Linked DNA regions of Gossypium hirsutum: region 2 is linked to region 1. A link is a contact called in public Hi-C data. All regions are on one chromosome and are shown on one strand. The core of a region is the stretch at or near the end of the contact, and the rest is flanking DNA. Distances in the headings are between cores, read along the strand shown.

Region 1 (7,685 bases), core at 2,058-4,557:
GTAAGGAAGAATTCCCACGACTTCATATTCTCCTTATCTACAATGGCAAACGTTATTAGGAGCACGTTCTTATTCCCGTCTTGAGCAACCGCACGAAGTAGGATCTGTGTATATTTACCGTATAGCCATGTCCTGTCTACTTACACGAACGGCTTGCAGTGGGGAAATGCTTATATGCATGGATCAAACGTCCAGAACACCATTTGGAAAAAAAATTCCCGGTTGTAGTTGGTCATCCGGGCCGTAATAAGGTCGTGTCTGCAACTCAATGACAGTCCCTGGCATGTACTCCTGCATAACGACTATCCATCCATGTAACTCATTGTAAGACACATTGAAATCTCCCTACAATTGCTCCATTACCATCTGTTTAGCTAACCATGCATTCCAATATGATACTCGATATTGCAATCGTGCTTACATTTCTGCAATCAGTACCAAAACTTTAACGGTCGGCATGTCTTTCACCATTGGCATGATGCATGTAAAGATAGTTTTGGAATCAAGTTTTTGATGATCTTCTATCATACGTGTTGAAGTGCATGTGTGAGAATAAACAAATTTTTGTATCTCCCATATCTGCAACTTCTGGATAAATGCAGCTCGTATCCGCCAATTACAGCCTTTCGTCTACCTCCAACACTCCTTAATATATAATGTCGATTAGACACGGTGACTTTTTAGTCCATTGATATATTCATGCTATACTGCTTAATAGCAAATACGCACTCTTCCTTGCTTTCAAATCTCTGGCCCACGAACAACTCATTAGGATCGGAATCTACGGACAGCCTGTGAACATGTAGTATTTCAGGGTTTTCTGAGACTTGGCCGCGTGCGCCTCATCGAGGTCTATCCGCGACATGTGTTTCCCAGGATTATTGTGTATCACAATACGACGAATCTGGTTCCCAACTGAAGATGCGTTAACGTTTCCATCGTCATTCAAGCCTTCGTCGTCAATATCATCTGGGACCTCGTCTATGTCGGGATCACTATTACTATCGACCTCGTGATCAGAAGGATCACTACTATGGTATATATTATCACCAACCATATCAGTCTCGAATGCAGCATGAAGATCAACGTTGATCCGGCGTATAGTTAATTGACTATCAATGTACAATATAGGAACAACCATACACGGCTCTTGAGCTCCATGTTCTTCACCTAATGGAGTGGGATCTTCAGTTGGCTCCACACCAGCTAACTCAGCAAATAACTGAATCGGTGCATTTTGGTTGCTCCGAGTCCTACAATAAAAAGTGATCATTGTTTCTATGTCTTCATTGTCTACAAGTTCCATTTCAGTGAATTTTATGAGATTCGTCGAAATTGGTAACTTATAGAAAAATTTCGAGATCCTTTTCCCACAACGTCTATCAATTTTTGCACTAATCCTTTCCTTCATATCATCAAACAAGATATTTCTATTAAATATTATTGCTACTTGTTTGCGACATTCGAATATACATCCCACGGTTGTAGTCAAAATTTCTCCATCGAAATAAACGCATACGAAAAATTGATTCTCCATCTTCAATACTATATCTGTGGAAAAAAATTTTAAAATTCTCAAAACAGTTTCGAATAGCAAAAAAGTAGTATAAAATTTTTTTAATGCAAAATTTTTCATTCAGAAGCTAACAAAATTAATAACCTAACAAAATAACTTTCAAAAAACAAAATTACTAACAAAATTCTTCATTCTATTTTAAAAGAAATAAACTAAAATACCTTATCATTCTTTTTGTTTTCCTTTCTTTCTTTCTTCTCCCTATCTTCTTACTTATGTTCTGCTAAATATTTTGGATACCTCCTACTCATTTAATTTTCAGGTGGGTATAAATAGAAGAAAAATTAAGCACTAGTGCTGCCTATTAGGTAGGAGTCACCAGTGGCGCGTATCAGATAGGAGTTACTAGTGGCACCTACCAGATAGGCGCTACCTATCCCATACCACATTCGTATATATACACGGGTCATGTACTGAACCAGGAAAAAATAATACAAGTGGTGGCGCCTTATTTTAAAAAAAAACAAAAAAAATTATTATAAAAAAAATATGGTGGCGCCTATGAGAAAGACTTCGCCCGAAAAAAATACCATTTTTGTAATTAATCCTACTGACAACCCATTTCAGAAATTAAAATTTTTATATCATTTATGTAAATTAACCATATATATATAAAATAAACTAGACACTTGAAAATTTTATAACTTTACTTATAAAGTTAAAAAAAAGTACTCTTAATACACTAAATACTCGTCTAATAGTTAAATTCTAAAGATAGCGTTTGTTAGGTCCACTTTTTTTATTTGTTCAAAATTGGTTCCACTAATTTTCACATTGGCATTTTTGGTCCTTCTCTAAGTTTTCCTTAATAATTCTGTTTAAAAATTTAGTATAATTATAAATTTAACTCTTTAACTTTTACAAATTTTATCAATTTACCCTCTACCCTTTTTTAATAAAAAGATATAAACGTATATTAAAAAATTAGGAAAAAATTATAGACTAATTAATATTTTTTAAAAAAATTTCCGCAAGTATCAACAAATTAAAGATAGAACAAAAAAATGAGCAGTACTAAATTTAACTTGCAATTCTCACTGGACTACACCAAATATCTTGTATGCTTAACAAAAATTATTAGAAATTTAATCTTAATGAATCTAAATGGTTGTAAATGATGTTATGATGGATCGCTTGTTAAAAGAGTCTAGAATAAACTTGAGCTACATCTTCATTTTAATAAGAGTAAGTGTATGATATAGATTCAGACAATAGTTAATCTATTTGCCATAAACCATGAAAATCCATTTGAGTTTTCATGTAATAGAGGTAGGACATGCCCATTCAAAGTAAATACAATCCAAAGCTAAAATTTTATTTTATAAAATATTCTAAGACCCAAGGTGTATTTTGTGAATATATTATATCTTTATGATACATAAAAGTCAATTAGATTAAATAATAGAGGTCATTACAAACATTAAGATTTATGGTTGTACTTATTATTGTTGAATATGAATTGAAGGTTAAAATCGATTAATATTAAATTTTGGTGTTTTTATCTTTAATTTATTGACTTATTTGGAAAAAAATTATAATTTTTTAATAAATTCTACATATTTTTAAGTTTAAATTTTGATAATATTAAACAAAATAATAATCAAATGAGATTAAAGATATTAAAGATATGAATAAACTAATGAATTAAAAATTTATATTATAATATGATAAGATATAGTAGTAGTACGTACCAAAATTAAAATAAGATTGGGATTAGGAATTGCCAGCCGACCAGAGGTAGACCGGTTTAGGAGATACATTTCCATGATCCCGCTTTAACTTTCCCATCCCAACAAAGCAAGTCATTCCCTTCAAAACAAAAACAAACGGAAAAGAAATAACTAAAGCTACTGTTGGTAGCTTTTCCCTCTATTTGATCGCCCAAAAAAAAAAAACCCTAATTTATCATCTCTTATCTCAATTCTTCTGAGTAATTAGGGTTTTTTAATCACTCTCCATTACCTTTAGCCCCCTTTGTCCTTCCCTCCATTTCAAGGTTAGAAGTTTTTTCTTCTTCTTCTTCTCCACGTTAATTATTATAATTCAGATTGTTTTTCTCTTTTGCATTTTGTTTATATGGAATCTGTTTCTTTTTCTTTTTTTGCTCAATTAAATCTATAATAGGAATGCTAATATGATTGGCATATTTTCTCTTTGGTAATCTGTTCAACTTTTTGGTTTGTCTTAATAGGTTTGCTTCTTTTTTTTTCTTTTCATTTATATTTGTGTTTAATCAACTTTCCTTCTGTGTCATATTCAAGAACCATAAACTAGTCTTGGATATAGATAATAGTTACTTAATTAGGAATCTTAAAGAAATATCATTTCCCACGAAGGTTTCCCGGTTTTCCTGTGAAACAAACAAATGCTTAGGGAGAAAATTAGTGATTCTGTTGGACTTTTGGAATTGCTTATGAGTACTCCTTTTTTAACAAAAAAAAGTCTATGCGTATGCTTGCTCCTCTCTTTTTGTTTTTCTAGATATAGGCCAGATTTTTTGCGTGTATGTGAAGATTCTTTCTATTTGTTGTATCATAAAAAATCCATGTTCAACCTGGATTTTGAATTATATGATTTGAAGCTAAGGGTCGAGGCACGAACTATCATATTCAGTTGACCTCTTGTTTAGGGTCTGTAGTTATTGTTTTGCTGTAAATCTTCAACATAAGGTAATACAAAACACATGAATGGGATAACTAGGCAAATGACCCAGTTTGTCTGTAGATCATATAATCGGCTTTGACTTATACCTGGAGCTTTATAAAAATCTACTAAGAGTTTGGACAATATGTAAGAGACTTAGACTAGATTTTCTTTCTTTCTTCATGTTTAAACAAGTTTGCTAATACCACCATAGCTTTTCAAAGGGAGAGTTTTATATTTATAACACAGGTGGAGATTTTTATGTGAGATTGTAACTTACGAGGGACTTGTTCTTTGGTATGTTTGTCCTGTTTCTGAGGTTTATTTGGCTTGGCATTGAATGATTGTATTTCAGTAGTGCCATTATTGGAAAGGGCTAGTCATTTTTATGATTTAACTTATTATAATCCGAGCTTAGTTCATGACGATGTACCTTATCACTTTGTTAAGAATGTTGTGGTTATTATTTTCTTTCAGATATAGCATGGTGTAATATAAGTTACTGATTATATCTGTGGTGTATTTATTTCATATTCCACAGAGATTTCTTGTATGTTTATTCCAGCAGGACACATGGCTAGTGCTGAGGATAGCAAGGAACCTGAATGGATAGAGAGAGTACGATCAGAGGGAGCTGTTCCACTACTTGAACCAGATAACTGTACAAATGGTTGGGCATGTCCGCCCGGGGATACCTTTATGGTAAGGGGTCCAGAGTACTTGTCAAACAAGGTCAAAATTCCTGGTGGGAAATATCTGCTAAAATCTCTTGGCTTTGACTGGATTAGAAGTTCCACAAAGGTTGGTGACTTTTTGAGCCATCGTAAACATCGTATTAGAAAGGTTGTTGATGAGGCTTTCCCTACAGGTGATAAGCCTTTCATTTGGGCATTCAACCTTCAGCTCCCTACTAAGGATAACTATAGTGCGGTAGCTTATTTTGTAAGCACTGAACCTATTCAAGAGGGTTCTTTGATTGACCAGTTCTTGAAAGGTGATGATGCATTTAGAAATTCAAGGCTTAAATTGATTGCTAACATTGTCAAAGGGCCGTGGATTGTTAAAAAGGCAGTTGGTGAGCAAGCAATATGCATCATTGGACGAGCCCTTTCTTGCCAGTATTGTATATCTGAGAATTTTATTGAAGTTGATATTGATATTGGATCTTCGATGGTTGCAAGCGCTATTGTTCACCTTGCATTTGGTTACATCACAAGTCTGACAGTTGACCTAGCTTTTCTTATTGAGAGCCAAACTGAGGCAGAGCTTCCTGAACGACTCCTAGGAGCTATACGGTTCTCTGAACTGAAAATTGATTCTGCTCAGTTGATTGAACCGTCATCATACGGGAGCAGTGGGAATTTGCAGGCGTCACTGCCAACTCGCTTGTGGAAGTCACTTGGACAGGGATTTTCTCATCTTCTTCATCCAGGAGCTCAAGAAAGTGGTTCGGTCTCCACTCCAACAACCCATGTTAATGGCACTGCTGTTCATGAAGAAAGTGATCGTGATGTTAAGTAAGGGTAAGCTTTCATAAATTGCTCACAGTTAATATTTACCATCCAAAGTTGAATGAGATGAAAGTTTGATTGTTTTACTGTGTCTGGTTATACAAAAAACCAATCTTGTGGAACACGTTTTAAAAGAATGATTCAGGGGAATGGATATCAACTTTCACTTGGCTAAAGAGAAAATAAGTCCCCCGTTTCCTTCATCAGTTTTTCCTTTTTCTCTTCTTGGCAAGTTCCTTTCACATTTCATGCCTTATCTTTTCTATCAATTCAGTTAGGAAAATATGGTTTGGTCCATGTGAAGAAAGTTTGGTAGTATTCAGTCAAGGCAATTTACTTGTGGTGTTTCATTTTTGTTGAAGTACTCATGCTCAGTTCTCGTGGGTACGACATGAAAACTCATTTTAAATTAAGTAAGGTCGTGCTGGATACTTAACCATATCTCCCACTTGAATTTGAGTAACATATGTCAATGGATCTGTCACTCTCCATTACCTCTGATCATTACTTTTGAGTAGTGTACAAGTATAGCTTTCGCAACTCATGAGCGAATCGAACATGTAGGAAAGATAATGAAAAGTAATAGATCTAATTGATTAGTATAGTTTATGTCCTCCTGCCTTTCATGCCCCATATTTTTTCAGTCTCTTGGGCTAGTTTTAAGGTCGAATAAATAAGCGTATTATTGTACCAATGATCAGACTTACGCCAAATAAATTCCTTGTTTAGAGAAGTAGAGAAACTATTGCAAATTTATGCAGATTAATCAGATGTTCATGCTTTAACATCACAGTATACATTGCTGCTATGCAGAAGCTTTAATGGCATTTCATTTGTTTTCAGAGCTTTTGATGACACGTGGTTGAATCATTGACAGGATATCCCATTCTTTGGTATTTTGTAATAGATTCTTTTAATCTCTCGGTTATTTCAAATTTACCACAAATGATGTGTAAAATATTGGTGTGTATAAACAAACTTTTAGCTGTTAATGGGCCTCTTTTCAACCCTTTAGTGCTTATTATCATCCAGGGATGGTGGTAATTTTGGGTGTGGATTGGGATATTCGATTCATATTGGGATATTCGATTCATTCTTTTGGATTTGGATGTAAAAATTACCGTTGGTTGTGAATGTAGAGAAAATATGATCCATTATTTATTGGGATAATAAATTCGAGTAGTTGTGGTTTCTTGAATTAGTCATAAAATAGATACTCTTCAACTCTGGTTAAAACTTACAATTGATTTATAATAATATTAATAATATACTAATTTTTTTTAAAAAAAATTAAATATAATAATTAATTATAAAATTAAATTGATTATGTTAAATTTAAGATATATAATTCTCTAAAACAATATTTTATTACTTAACCAATTTAATTAAATTCTTTAAACAAAAGCTTAATTAATATTTCTATAATTAAAATGAGTATTAAACTATTATTTCTTAAAATCTGGTATAATTATGTTTTAGAATATATTATATTATAAGTACGTATAATAATACTCTACTATATGATTAATTATATTATATTATATCGCAGATGTTGTCGTAATACTTGACTTATGAATATCACGTTATATATGTATTTTTTAAATAATTAAATGTATATAAATGTTATAAAAATTATTAATATAATATGAATTATTACTAATTTAACTGAATTCAACTATAAATTTTAATAAATATAATATAAATTAATATATTTTATCAATATATGTTATGCATACACTATTATTAATATATAATTTATCCATAGTTATATGTGTATAGTATAATAAATATTGCACGTGTTGATTGAGTATTAACTCAATTGGTATCAGTATTATTGTCAAAGTAGGAGGATGTGGATTTAAGTGTACTAAAGTACATTTATCCTTCTATTTAGGGTGAGAAGGGGTTAGGAGTAATTCTATTTGATAGTAATTTGATCTAACCCGATTTTATTT
Region 2 (7,685 bases), core at 3,836-6,335, 410 kb before region 1:
GAAATTTTATCTATCAATAATATATTATCATACATCATTAACGCGGTGTTTTTATCCACAATCATCCTTTTGTTAACTCTTAACCTTATCCTCTGCTTTATGTGAATTTTGATATTATGTTTCTTCTTGTGAATTCATATGATAATACAAAGGTTGACTTGTGTATCCAATTGTATCTACAATGAGAATTTAATTGGAAGAGCCAATTTGATACAAAATGTAAACATTAAAGGCTAAATTTGATATTATGCATATCTTCAATGTTTAGCCAGAAAGATACAATTAAAAACATTAATTAGAAGAATTTCACATTAATTAAAAAAATGTAATGAAATAATACCACCATTAAAATAAATTAAAATTTAATATAATAAAATATTTTTTTTTACAATTTAAATATTTAATTTTAAAATTTAAAATAATTAAGATAAAAAATTTTGAAGTAAAAAAAATCATATGTATGTTCAAAAGGGAAAGTGTAATAAAAAATATTAAATAGAAGAGTAAAATATTAAATAAAATAACATTTTTACTACTGCCACTATACATCATGTCATCTACAAATAACTTAAAAAAAAAGAAGAAGAGGGAAGTGGTTGTAATATTTTATTGAAGAATAGAATAACAATATGAAATGATGATTAAGTATAGGTCCGATGTCCATTTTCAACATTACATATGTACATTATATTATGACCAATCATTGGTTTATTCGCAAATTGAATTATATCTAATTTTAGTTGTGTCACTGAATTGGTACAAAAAAAGTAGCTTAATTTCTCAAAAAATTATTAATGCAATTATAATTAGCTTAATATGTATGTATGCAATTTAGTCATGGTAACTTTAGTCATATATGTGATCTTATGAAAATCTTGCATCTTTTTTGTAGTGATCAAATATTTGTGTGGCATTATTTTGTGTAGATGGATCGTAATCAAGATCAAAATGCAATTGTCGGAGTCGTGGCTTCAGTTGGATTAAAAAATTAAAAACTAGGAAGGAAATTGCTGCTCACCCTCGTGTGAATCGAGATTATGAAAGAGAGAACTATATTAATAATATTTTATATAAAGGTGACCAGCATTGTATTGATGTGATAAGGATGAGACCGATTGCCTTTTTTAATTTGTGTGATATTCTTAGGAGGAATAATTTGTTACAATCAACTAAATCTATGAATATTAGGGAGCAAGTAGTTATATTTTTACATATAATTGGTCATAATGTGAGGTTTCGAGTGATTGGATCTAGATATTATAGATCAACTGAGACAGTTCACCATTACTTTAGGGTTATATTGAGAGCTATTTTAAAATTGTATAAAGTAGTTATTAGATTACCTGATGAGTCAACTCCAAGTGAAATCAGAAACAATCCAAGGTTTTATCCTTATTTTAAAAATTTTATTAGAGCATTAGATGGAACTCATGTTCGTGCATCCGTTCCACTTAGCATTCAAGGAAGATTTCGTAGCTGTAAAGGGGGGACGACACAAAATGTATTGGCTGCCATTACATTTGATTTGAAATTTTCCTATGTTCTAGCTGGTTGGGAAGGTAATGCACATGATTCTTGTATTTTAAGTGATACACTTTCACGCCCAAGAGGATTAAGAATTCCAGAAGGTAATAATTATCATTAAATACCAAATAGTTCTAGTAAGCTCATAATTTATTAGTATTAATTATGTTTTGTAAAATTGTAGGTAAATATTATCTTGCTGATGCTGGATATGGCATCCGAAATGGATATATTATCCCATATCGTGGTGTCCGATATCATTTAAAAGAGTTTAGTGCTCAGGGGCCTGAAAATGTAAAGGAACTCTTTAATCTTCGTCATTCATCATTACGAATCATTGTTGAACGTGTTTTTTAGATTTTGAAGAAACAATTTCGTGTATTAGATGCTGAACCATTTTGGAATTTTCAAACTCAAGTAGATATAGTTTTGGCTGGTTGTATTATTCACAATCATATAATGGGAGTGGATCCTAACGATTTACTTAATCAATGATTATACGAGGAGCCTGAGTCTGATTTGATAATACCAACTCTTACGGAGCGAGACGAAAGAGAAGAAGCAAGAGAATGGTATGCTAAGAGAGACGAAATTGCACAAACTATGTGAACTGATTATATGGCTAGAAATATTAGGTAGGTTTAGGGCTTAGGGTTATTGTTTCTATGTTATGTATGTTTTAGTATTAAAGTTGTTTTTTTTGTTAATGTTGGTTGGATAATGATATTGAAATTTTAGTTTGTTGGATTTTGAAATTATTATGTCTTAGATTTGTTAGATATTGATTATGTTTTAAGCTTGTTAGATATTGAATTTATTATGTTTTAAGCTTGTTAGATATTGAATTTATTATGTTTTAAACTTGTTGGATATTGAAATGATTGACAATGACAATTATTAATGTAGAATGGGTAAGGGCAACAAAGAAGGGACCTCCAAGCAATTCAAGTGGACAAAACCGATGGAACATCTTTCTCTTGAAATTCTAGCAGAGGAGGCCCAGAGAGGAAATAAGCATTCTAATACTTTCAAAACAGTTTTTATTAATCGAGTTGCCGAAGCTATTATTGAAAGATTTCAAGTCCAATGTGATGCGAAGCATGTGGAAAATCATTTGAGGACTGTAAAAAACCAGTGGCAGATTATATGCACAATTCGGGGTGAAAGTGATTTTGGATGGGATGATAACATGAAAATGATCACATGTGATAGAGCGACATATGATGCAGCAATGATGGTAACATATGTATATATATATGTTAAGTATATTTCAATTATTTTTTACTTGTTATTCTAATTGTGTACAATATTCAACAGGCGCACAAGAAATATGAACCATTTTTGAATAAAAGCATTGATCATTATGATGAAATGGCTTTGGTTGTTGGCAAAGATATGGCAACAGGGAGTTTTGCCAGAACATTTGCTAACATAGATTTGGATGATGGTAACCAAGATTCAGTGCCTATAGACTGCGACAATGAAGAGACTGAAGAGGTAAGAACAAAAGTATCTTCATCTGGCACATCCAAACGTAAAAGAACAAATTAAATTTATGGGTGAACAACTTTGCAAAATTGCTAATGCTTTGGAACAATTTACTGCGGATAAGACACCACATCTTTACGAAGAAGTGATGTCGATGGAGGAAGAAGGATTTGATGATGACTTCCTGTGTTCTGTGTTTGATTATCTAGTGAGTCATGAATCGGAGGCCAAAACTTTTTTAGTTAAAAGTAAGAAGCATAGAAAAATTTGGCTTCAAAAATTTTTTCAAGGTTGAAGATATTGATACTTTTAATGTGGTGTAATATTAGTTATGCACTTGGACAACGTTGTTGTTATTATATGATGTACTAGTAATTATGCATTTAGATAATATTATTAATTTCTAGTATTAATTGTGGTTTGAAAGCTAATTTATAATTATTTAACCCTTTTTTTTATTTTTTTATAACCCAATTAGAAAATTTATTTGACTTTGGTTGTTTTCCATTTATGATGGTTAATATTCTAGCTTAATAATTGAGTATTATTATATATTTAATTTAATTTATTTATAAATAAATTATTGCAATATATGTAAAAACAATTTAAAATATAAATTTATTAATATATATATAAGTTTATTAATATATGTAAAAACAGCTTTTAGAAAAATATTTTCAGAAAATCTGCCAAACAACAAAAAATATTTTACATAGATTCATTCAAATACCAGAAAAGTAAATCATTTCCAGAAAAGTAAATCATTTTCCAGAAAACATTTTACTGGTAAACAAACGGACCTTATATTTAAAAATCTATTTGATGATATTTGAAGATTTATGAACATTTTTGCTAAAATCAATCGGTTACCTAGTCGTTTTATAATCTTTTCAAGAAGATGATTTTAAAATATTAAAAGTTTAAAATCTAATATTTAATTAAAGTTAATATTTAGTACACTGACAATATACTTATTTTTAATCCACAAATATCCTTAAAAAATTATTATGAGTCTTTTTTTAATATTTAATTATATCTTATAAGACATTTGTTAACCCATAATCCTTCTTGTGGAATCTAAAAATTTTATTGATAGTGTATTAGATAATTTCTCTAATTATAAGAAGCAAAACTCATTAATTCACTCAGTTTAAAAAGGGTATCCGATTACTAATGCATATCCGATTACTAATGCATCAATAAAATCCGACCCGACCCGAAAAAAAAATACCAAGTTAATTATCTTATTATTTAAAAACATTTCAAGAATGCGTGTACAAAAATAATAATTAAAATCGCATGCAGTCAACAATATTAAATACGCACATGCACACATAGAACATTTTACCAAGTCCATTATGTCATATCTGAGTATACAGTAATAGTACTTGCAGCAACTGAAATATTTGAGTCACATTAAAATGGAATAAACATATTATAATTAATATTAACAAATATGATTAAAATGAAAGAGTAGATGTAATACCCAATAGGCTGAAGGCTCAACAAGGATTAAAGGCCCAAGTTCAGGGCTACGTAGTCCCAATGGGCCATGTGAGAGAATTGGACCAGGTCTGTCTCAGATGAGCCGGTTCAGCTTACGGGTCAGCCATTACAATGGAGCTCCAAACGGATCGATTGTTCAAAGCCCAAAACGGTGCATTTTGCACCTAATTCATTTCCAACAGCCTTGAAGCTGCCGCCGCCACAACCAGCACCTCCGGCAAATCCTGTTTCCGTTCAGGCAGCCGGTAATCGACTCTCTTCCCTTTCTACTCTGGTTGGTTTTCCACGAACACTACTGCTTCTGAATGCCCTCTGTCGGTGCACCGTTGACGCTCGTTCTTCCGGTGGTCTCCTCCGTTGGAGCCGCCGGCCGATCTCCGGTCAACTCCTCACTTCCTCTATCTTTTTTTTCGGGTCTCTTATTCTCTTCGTGGTTTTTTCAGTTGCTTTCTCTTTTTAGTCCATGATTCTCTCCGTGGTTTTTGCAAGTTCTTTCTCCTCTATTCTGGAGCTGGAAGGTTCTTTGGTTGTGCTTTTTAATTAGGTTGATGGGAATGGGCTCTCTCGAGTTGATGGTGAGGATTTGGCAGTGTTGGGGCTGTCTGGTAAGCCTGATTTAAGGATGTGCGGTGTGTGAGTGAAATGACTTAGGGCTTCTTTTTTTTTTCTTAAAAAATATTTTTAGAAAAAGATTTGTGCTAAATAAGTTGTTTCTTTTTTTAAATTTTGGCATTTTAAAAAAAATGAGAATTAAGACTTTTAACTTTTTATCTTTTAAGAATATTTTTAGTGTTTAATTATTTTTTTACCCTTCCAATAACATATTATTTTTCTTTTTTTTGTTAATGTTTAATAATAAATATGTTATCTTAAACTTTAAATCTTAAAAATAAAAAAAAATTAAAATAATAAAAATGTGTTAATATCTAATTATAAATATTTAATAGTTATATTTAAATATTTAAAGTATAGTTTATATATTCTAATTAAATTTTATAAATAATTAATACTTATTGCTTAAAAATATTTAAAATTTATATTTCATATATTAAAATATTAACAATAAATTTTAATAAATTATTTTTATATTATTATTAAAATATAATAATATTAACTAATTTGAACATTATTTAAATATATATTTATTACCTGATAATACTATGTTTAAAATAGACATTTTATTTCTCAAAAGTAATTTTTGAGAATAATGTTAAATACTCAAATTTTATATTAAACTTTTTAAAAATAATTATCAAAAATATTTTTTTACGGGCATTGTTAAACTATTCTATAGCATATGGAGGTCTGATGGTTAGTGAGTGATGATGATGATGGTAATGGGTAATGGGCAATGGGCAATGGGTTGCGTGGTGGTTTTTCTTAGGGATGGTAATGCAAGGTTAGGGGTCAACAATGGGATTGAGATGATGAAATTGGAGGACGGATTAACTATCAATTTAATTTAATTTAATTTTTTTGCTGCTTCCTTGTGCAAGTATGTGGAAGCACCAAATTACAAAATTTGCAAAGCTTGAGGGGTTTTTTTTCTTTGGTAAAATTTCCATTTTTTTTAATTTTTATTTTTTTATAATTTAGTAAATATAATATATATCCTAGATCATATATGCTTAAAAAGTAATGGATTAAGGTCCAAAATTGAAAAGCCTAGAATAAAAACATAATCATATACTTAAGCAATTATATGTGATTTCATGGGCTCAAAACATGCTCCTAGCCTAAGGCCTTGTAGCCTACCTCAAAATGGCTTAGGTTTGAGTGATAAACTGGTAACATACCCAAAATTCAGTGTGTATAATCACCATACTACAATTTCCCGGTAGGTCACCTTCAGAGAATCTAGCTCTTTGTCAATTGTAAGCCCAAAAAATTAAAAAATGAGAATGAAAGAAAAGTTCCTAACGATGCCTCCATTAAACATGATATGCAACATTATTGATATCTATGAAAAAAAAAAGGAAAACAACAATGAACTGAGTTAATACATGTATAGAATACAAATAATAATTAAAAAAAAAAGAGAATAAAAGGAAGAGACAGTTAAAAGCAAGAAGCAGAAACCAAACATCAAAATAGTAAGACAAGTCAATGGCTAAAGTTCAATAATCTAATTCTGGAGAGAAGATAAGAAGAACTAGTAGAGGCGACTGATGAAAATGCAAAGTACTCAAAATTCTATCTTAATCCATGATTACCAATTGTATCTTTCAAAAGGAATCATCCCAATGAAATCACGTTAAAAGCATGACTATTCCAAGTTCAGATTTCCAGTTTGTATCTTTGCTACAAACAAAGGATTCACGCCAAGAAACCATGTTACCATAAGAACCAAATAAATGTTAACCTTTGCACAAGTGTAACAATAACCAATGTTCCGGTAATATCAAGGCAGTCTATAAACCTAAGTTTAAACTCAATGATATATTCATTATGAATTTATATCACTAGTTTCTCTCAATTGCCACTATTTCTTCACTATTCCACACACAATAGCATGCATATATATATATATATTCAACAGACCTTAAAAACATAAATTCTAACATTAAAATCATGAAAATAAATATCTATATAAAAATAAAAAATTTATGTGCCCAACAGTGCCTACGAGATGAATGTAGTTCAACGGTTGAAATGGCTCCTCAAACCATACATATGCACAAGCATAAATCCACTAGAACAACAGCCTTTTTATGCTTAATAAATTCATCGTTCACAATCTATTGCCCAACATTTACAAAATTTTGCCCAAAAGCAATAGTTTAACCATAGTGATATCCTCCACAAGAATATACATGAGAATGGGTAATAAAAAATTATCCGTCAACCTTAGCTTGTTAAGAAAAAAGGACAAGTATTTGAATGTTATTATAGAAGTCTATTTCAAATAGAAAAATAAGTTTTTAGTTTAACTAGGATTACGGGGTGGTAATCCTAGTTAATTATATTAGGGTTTGTCATCCCTAATATTATCATGAGAGTTATTGGGCATCTCTCACATCAACTTCAATTACAAGTATTTTTTGGATTTTTAACCCAATATTTTATAATTCAATCCAACACGATACTTGTTTTTTTATTTCTCGAAATAAACATCTTAAATTAATTTTAATTAAACAATTTCCCAATTAAATAATTTTCTCAATTCA

Evidence for each region. A called contact is a pair of places that touch in the nucleus more often than the background predicts.
Region 2: a contact with region 1 is called in a Hi-C map of hypocotyl, with 2.2 times the contacts expected there. The contact joins the enhancer-like site here to the promoter of LOC107896904 in region 1. A contact is called at or near these places in 2 of 34 Hi-C or Micro-C datasets (hypocotyl and leaf).

The regions. Positions count from the first base shown.
Region 1 is chrA10:78,944,491-78,952,175 of Gossypium_hirsutum_v2.1, reverse strand. LOC107896904 (protein ENHANCED DISEASE RESISTANCE 2) reads left to right here and starts at 3,307. Exons shown (of 3, transcript XM_016822202.2): 1 at 3,307-3,572; 2 at 4,761-5,742; 3 at 6,544-6,921. The coding sequence starts at 4,772. The coding sequence ends at 5,740.
Region 2 is chrA10:79,356,126-79,363,810 of Gossypium_hirsutum_v2.1, reverse strand. LOC107896013 (a long non-coding RNA gene) reads left to right here and starts at 2,038. Exons shown (of 2, transcript XR_001683556.2): 1 at 2,038-2,159; 2 at 2,431-2,526. Within about 2 kb of position 5,085, at least 7 of the 9 cell types and tissues checked have an H3K27ac peak or open chromatin away from gene starts, as enhancers often do. A contact at or near this core is called in hypocotyl and leaf, where this site is marked.